Linked DNA regions of Mus musculus: region 1 is linked to region 2. Evidence: chromatin contacts called from public capture Hi-C data. All regions are on one chromosome and are shown on one strand. The core of a region is the stretch at or near the end of the contact, and the rest is flanking DNA. Distances in the headings are between cores, read along the strand shown.

Evidence for each region. Capture Hi-C pulls out chosen DNA fragments and counts their contacts.
Region 1: a capture Hi-C map of embryonic stem cells shows a contact between it and region 2, with 3 times the contacts expected there. The contact joins two enhancer-like sites. A contact is called at or near these places in 1 of 484 Hi-C or Micro-C datasets (the G1E-ER4 cell line) and 1 of 9 other capture datasets (embryonic stem cells).

What each region holds. Positions count from the first base shown.
Region 1 is chr4:140,553,918-140,557,056 of GRCm38.p6, reverse strand. The region is part of intron 21 of Arhgef10l (Rho guanine nucleotide exchange factor (GEF) 10-like); the gene reads left to right. Among named protein-coding and RNA genes, the nearest start is that of Gm42335, 50 kb to the left of the region's middle. Within about 2 kb of position 1,301, at least 30 of the 459 cell types and tissues checked have an H3K27ac peak or open chromatin away from gene starts, as enhancers often do. A contact at or near this core is called in embryonic stem cells, where this site is marked.
Region 2 is chr4:139,487,088-139,489,838 of GRCm38.p6, reverse strand. Ubr4 (ubiquitin protein ligase E3 component n-recognin 4) reads right to left here. Exons shown (of 106, transcript NM_001160319.1): 106 at 306-672. The coding sequence ends at 608. Among named protein-coding and RNA genes, the nearest start is that of n-TVaac1, 58 kb to the right of the region's middle. Within about 2 kb of position 1,363, at least 20 of the 459 cell types and tissues checked have an H3K27ac peak or open chromatin away from gene starts, as enhancers often do. A contact at or near this core is called in embryonic stem cells, where this site is marked.

The sequences.
Region 1 (3,139 bases), core at 52-2,551, 1.1 Mb before region 2:
CTAGGCTGGGGGAGGGGGTAAGGGGGGAGGGGGAAGGCTTCCATCCCTAGAGCTCCCTCCTGTGCCACAATGGCTCTTGAGTACCATGAGCGTTGCCAAACACGGCCCTAAATAAGCCTCCACTTAGTGTCAGTCGAAATCACCACTGTGCCGTTGGTGCGTCACCTGAATGTCACCTACCCCAGGTAGACTTTCCATGTTCAGTGGCCACAGCCTCCTCATCGGGTCTCAGCCGCTCTGGTTTTGTGACAGGGACAATGGCAGCGACAGATGGGGAGCCCACAACTCCATTTTCATTTAGCAATCTCAGTTGCACACAAGAAAGGCACCATCTGGAGGGAGAAGGTCAGATCGTTAAAAATATATATGGTGATGAAATGCCAGGGTCTGATAGGCTGGGGGGGAACAGGGGGACAGAGGGAGGAGCTGGGGGGAGCTGTGGGGGTGGGTGCTGTGCGTTCACCTATCTGGCTGTCAGGTGGGTGAGCGTCACAGGTCTCCTGCGTGGCATGGTGACTTTGGCTGTGAGTGTTCCCTGGGCAGGGATAGCATCTTAAATTGGGTTGTGTTTATTTACTGCTGGGCCTTAACTGAGAGGTAGCAGGGCAGGCCTTTTCCCACCGTGGCCTGAGCGTACTGTGCATCCAGCCCAATGGCTTACTTTCTTTACTGCGGTTCCCCGATGGGGCGACTTGTATGCATGTGCGGAAGTCGTGCTTGGCCTGACACATCTCTCACATGCTGGCTTTTTCCCCTCTTTCCCGTGACAGGGATATAGGTTTTATGGGACAGTTTCCAGGGCCCAGAGTGTGAAGGGCCACTTCTGGGGCCCATTAGGAAATGCTGTCACTGCTGAGGGCTTCAGACAGGGATGGGAGCCATCGGGGTCCCCGGCCAGCCTTTGTGCATTATAGGGAGCCTACAGCTTCTCCAGTGTGGTGGTCACCCATGTGACCACTCCAGTCTCTGTGACCCAGCTGGCGTTTGGGCTGGGTCTCTCTCAGGAGTGGTTCATCATTACACAGGCCAGCCTTTCTCTTTGGCCTTTCGTAAAAGCTGCTACTGTTGTGTTTGCATAGAAAGCACATGGATAGATAGTTTTGGCCTCCATGGACCAGCGGCACGGTAGAGAGCCTCCTGCTTCCACATCGCATGCACACCAGAATGGAGAAGCCCGTGGAGGAGCAGAGCCAACCCCGTTCCTTCAGTTATAATGCCTTGTGCCTCATAGGCTCATCTGAAGGGAAAACCACATTTAACCTCTAACCTCCCACACAGCACAGCTTAGCCCAGCCGACCTTTAGCACGTCCGGGTCATTTCCATTAGCCCAGGATCGAAGTGTGTGCTTAATCAAGTGTGTGTAGGCCATGTATATAAATAGCTGGGATAGAGCTCGGCTGTAATGCTTGCCTGGGCATGCCCAATATCCCGGGTGCCATCTTTAGAAATGAGGACAAACCAAGTTTGGATGCATGGACACACGTACATACATGCACGCATGGGAACCATACACAGGTGGGGGTTGGGAAATGTGACAAGATCCAAAAAGGCAACCTCCAGAAATGCCTGGTGTGCTGAGGTGGGTGACCTGGGGCTGGCTGTCTAGCATCTTGAGAGATGGCGCCACCTAGTGCCAGTCCAGGGAAGATCAATGCTCAGAATCCAAGGCTAGTCTCCGGCTTTCTCACCATGGCAAAGTGGATGGACTTAAATTGAGTCGCCCCAATCTGGAGACACTTGCAGTAATGAGGGATGTGACAGTTCTGGTGGGTTGGGACTGTTGAGAAGGGAGAATGGGGATGTGGTTAGGAGAGGAGCCCCCTGCAGAACGGGCTGGGGTAGCAGGGCAGCGTTCCCCGTAAAGGGACATCAAGAGCTGCGTGCTGAAACTGCTGACAATTGTGGAGCCTGGTGATCAGGAGATGCGGCTGGGAGGGAGGGTGGTCCTTGTGGCTCTTCTAGAAGAGTCTAGGGCTTACTCCAAGCCAACCAGGACACCACTGGTATTTTCAAATAGGGAGCAATGGGGTTCTGTGGAGGACTGGCTCTGGAGGCTGGGTGGAGGGCCGGTCACACATCCAAAAGAAGTGTGCCTTCCTGTTTTCCACCAAGGAGGAGTGTGGGCCTTAGGGAGGCTGTTGTCCCAACAGTTGATGACCTCTTCATGACCCCAGAGTTGTAGGCTCCCTGAAGGTTGGCATCTTCGGACAGAGCTAGCATTGGTCTGTGACAGCACACTGGGACTCAGAGTGGCCTTGTTAGAGTAGGCGTGGCCTTATTGAAGTAGGTGTGGCCTTGTTAGAGCAGGCGAGGTCTTGTTGGAGTAAGTGTGTCCCTGTAGGTGTGGCCGTATTGAGGGGTGTGTGGCCATGTTGGAGGGGTGTGGCCTTGTGTTCTTGTAGATTTAGTGTGAAGAACTTGGTTATTGGAGCCTAGAAGCCCCAAGTCCCCATGTGGGTCCTGCCTCATGCCAGTCAGGACCTAGTTTTGCTTCCTAGTCCCTCAGTGTCACCTCTATGGTGATGAGCACTTTATCCACATTTTATTACTGTGAATGCTGGCCAGGTTTTTTGTTTTTGTTTTTAGGGGGGATCATAGGTTTAGGGGTACATTCCACCATGGAAGGAAAGGAAGGCGTGAAGGCAGGGCCTTGAGGCAGCCGGTCACATCACATCTGCAGCCAGGAAGCATAGAGAGGTGGATGCTGGAGCTCAGCTCACTGTCTCCTTTCTGTTCAGCCCAGGACCCCAGCCTAGGGGATGGTGCCGCCCACGTTCAGGGTGGGCCTTCCCTCCTCAGTTAACCCAGGCTAGAAACTCCCTCACAGATTTGTCTCCATGGTGATTTAAGAGACTGTTAAGTTGCACTCGGTGTTAACCATCACACCTTGGTGCTTCCTGATACAGGGGCACACACACACACACACACACACACACACACACACACACACACGTGTCACACTGGCTGCTGTGGTCTGGTGTATAAGAAAGGAAGGCTTCTTAGTAGGCAGAATTTCTGGGGCTGATATTAGTTTCTTTCTGCCCCTTCCTCTCATTCATTCATGAAAATATTAAAATTTTTTTATGTATATTAGTATTTGTCTGCGTGAAATGTCTGTTCATGTTTGTGCCTTGTTTG
Region 2 (2,751 bases), core at 114-2,613:
GCACAGGCTCTTCCTAGGGCGGTGGGCAGAAGAGCCCTAGCAGTGGACACAGCTATTCTCACTATTCTCACCCTTCCCTGAAGTCTCTCCTCTCTGCCTGGCAGCCAGCAGGAGACTGTCAAATGCTTTCAAGGCCTTTGAAGTAGATGCTGACCAGGGCCTGCTCTGCTGAGCCCTCTTTTGGCTAGGGACAAAAAAACCATCAGACCCCAGAGAACACAATTCAACTCCAGCAGTCTTCCTGGTGTGTCACTGCAAGGCTGTGAGTTCACTGGAAAGCACTGGGCAAGCAGCAGCTAGACCCCTTTCCAATGTGTACTAAGTCATTCATTTATTTCAAGATGTACACACTCAAGCTGGCCGGGACAGCTCACAGCTCCTAGGTACGTATAGGTCCTTCAATGGCTTGAGCTACAGACAACTTCATAGCCTGCGCAGCACACACACACACGTGATAGAACAGGAAGCCTACAGACCCCAAACCACTCCGAGAAAACTGAGGGAGGAGGGGGTGCTAATGCAGCATCCGTGGGGGAAATGAGTGCACACGGAGAGATGAATGAGGGGAGAATGCAAGCTAGCTTCAATCTCATTTCCATGGGGATGGTCAGGGGACTGAGTTCAACAGGTCCTTTAGGAAGCTCTCTGGATCGGTGATTTCTGATAGAAGACCTGGAAAGCAAAGACAGTGTGAGTGGGAGTAGCACAGGGCCCCCAGCCCCACCGAGTCACAGAAGCCTGGTTCACGAATAGGATATACTGTGCCAGCATGCTCTGATGGGATTCCAGCAATGGAGGGGAGGTGACCACTGTGTGACTAATACTCTGCTTGAGAAGTGGGTGCTGCTAGGACAGTGTGGCAGATACCATTTTAAATTCCCTGGAGTGGAGGATTTCCACCTGTCCAGGGGTCACTCAAGGGGCTATAAAATACTGCAACTCCCAAGTTTTTCTTTCTTGTCTTGTTCCTGATCCCAGACTGGCCTCAAACTCACTATGTAGCTGACAACCTCCTTTGAACTTCTGTGCTACTATGCCTGGTATATATGGTGCTGGAGGGACAGAACTCAGTGTTCCATGCATCCCAAGCAAGCAAGCACTCTTCCAGCTGAGCCACACTCCCCTACCCCAGAGTGGTGATGTGCGTGTGTGTGAACATGGTCTTTCTCCATGGCCCTCGCCTTCTTTTCTAAGATTGGTTCTCTCACTGAACCTAAAGCTCACCGGCTGGCTAGACTGGTTGGCCAGCAAGCTCAGCCTGGGATCCTACTAGAGGCAGTTTCCCAGCGCTAGAGTTACACCTGCACCTGGCTTTTCTGGGGATCAGAACTCAGAGCCTCATCCTCAGCCTTTGTCATTTTAAACTGGTCAAAGAAAGGCAAATGCTGATGGTCTTATGGGCTGAAGGTCAGAGCAGGACAGAGGCCTCTGATTCTTCTGGGCTTCGATCCCACCACAGGCTTCCTAAGCAAGCTGCCAGAGCTCAGGGCTCCATTGCTTCAGCTTTCAGAAAGAGACAACAGGGATCCCTCCCTGCCTGCCATGGGGACTAACTGAGGATGGCCTTCCTAGTGGAAGGACCCAGTGCACTCTCTACATCAAGTCCTTGGCCCGGCACCTGACCTCATCACTAGTGCAGAGCAAATACTAAAGCCTCAAGTTAAACTTGAGCATCCGAACACGTCATCCCTCAGAGCATCTGCAGGAACAAATGCAGCCAGGCTGTCTCTCTTGGCTCTGGAAAGTGTTTTGTTCTTGAGTCTGAATAGAGCATACCCAGTGCTCTGGTAGTTTAAAGGTCTGAATTAAGGTTTAAAAGTCTGGCCTTCATGACTCCAGATACATATGTAGCAGAGGATGGCCTTACCTGATAGCAATGGGAAGGGAGGCCCTTGGTCCTGTGGAGGTTTGATGCCCCAGGGTACAGGGATGCTGGAGCAGTGGGGCAGGAGAGGGTGAGTGATGGGTGAGCACCCTCATAGAGGCAAAGGGGAGTGGGGAGAGGGTGGATGTAGATGGGTAACTGGGAAGTGGGATATCATTTGAGATGTAAACGAATGGAATGATTTATTTTTAAAAAAAAAGCGCAAGCCTAGCCTCACAAAAGAGGCTAGAGACTCTATGCCTAGGGCCTGTGCGGGGCGAGGCCTGGGGTGGGTGAGTCCTTCGCCCTGGCTACCTCTTCTCACTGGCTTTGACTTCTGTCGTCATTTCTGCCATCTGTGATGAGCACAGACCTTGGCTGAGGACACAGGTGAGCTCTGTGCTCTTGCTCAAGACTAACTCTGAGGGAAACAGTGAGCTGCCTCAACAGCCAGGCTGGGAAGACACAGTCAGGAGGACTAAGGAGCCATAAAGTAGGAAACAGAGGTGAGCAAGGAGACTACGGCAGCTCAGACAGCAGGGCAGACCCAGAGACACCATCTTAGGCAGAGCGTGCTCAGTGCTTGGAAACCAGAAGGGTACATGCAGACAGGCTCTCGACTAGTGGGTGGGCCTCCTTCCCGAGGATACAAAGGTGAGCGGAGATGTTAACAGCACCGTTCCCTTGGCAACAGAGCCTGGGGGATTTCTCCCTTGCCCGTATACAATTCCCACAGTGAACACCAGAAAGTGCAGAAGCATGGAGCCGGCTGACAACAGAAGCTGGGCAGGTCCAGTTACATCTGCTTTGGTGCAGTCTCCCGACCCCCCCCCCCCAAGACAGCGCCAGTGGAGGCTGTGACACAACAGCTCTGGGACCCAGGAGCT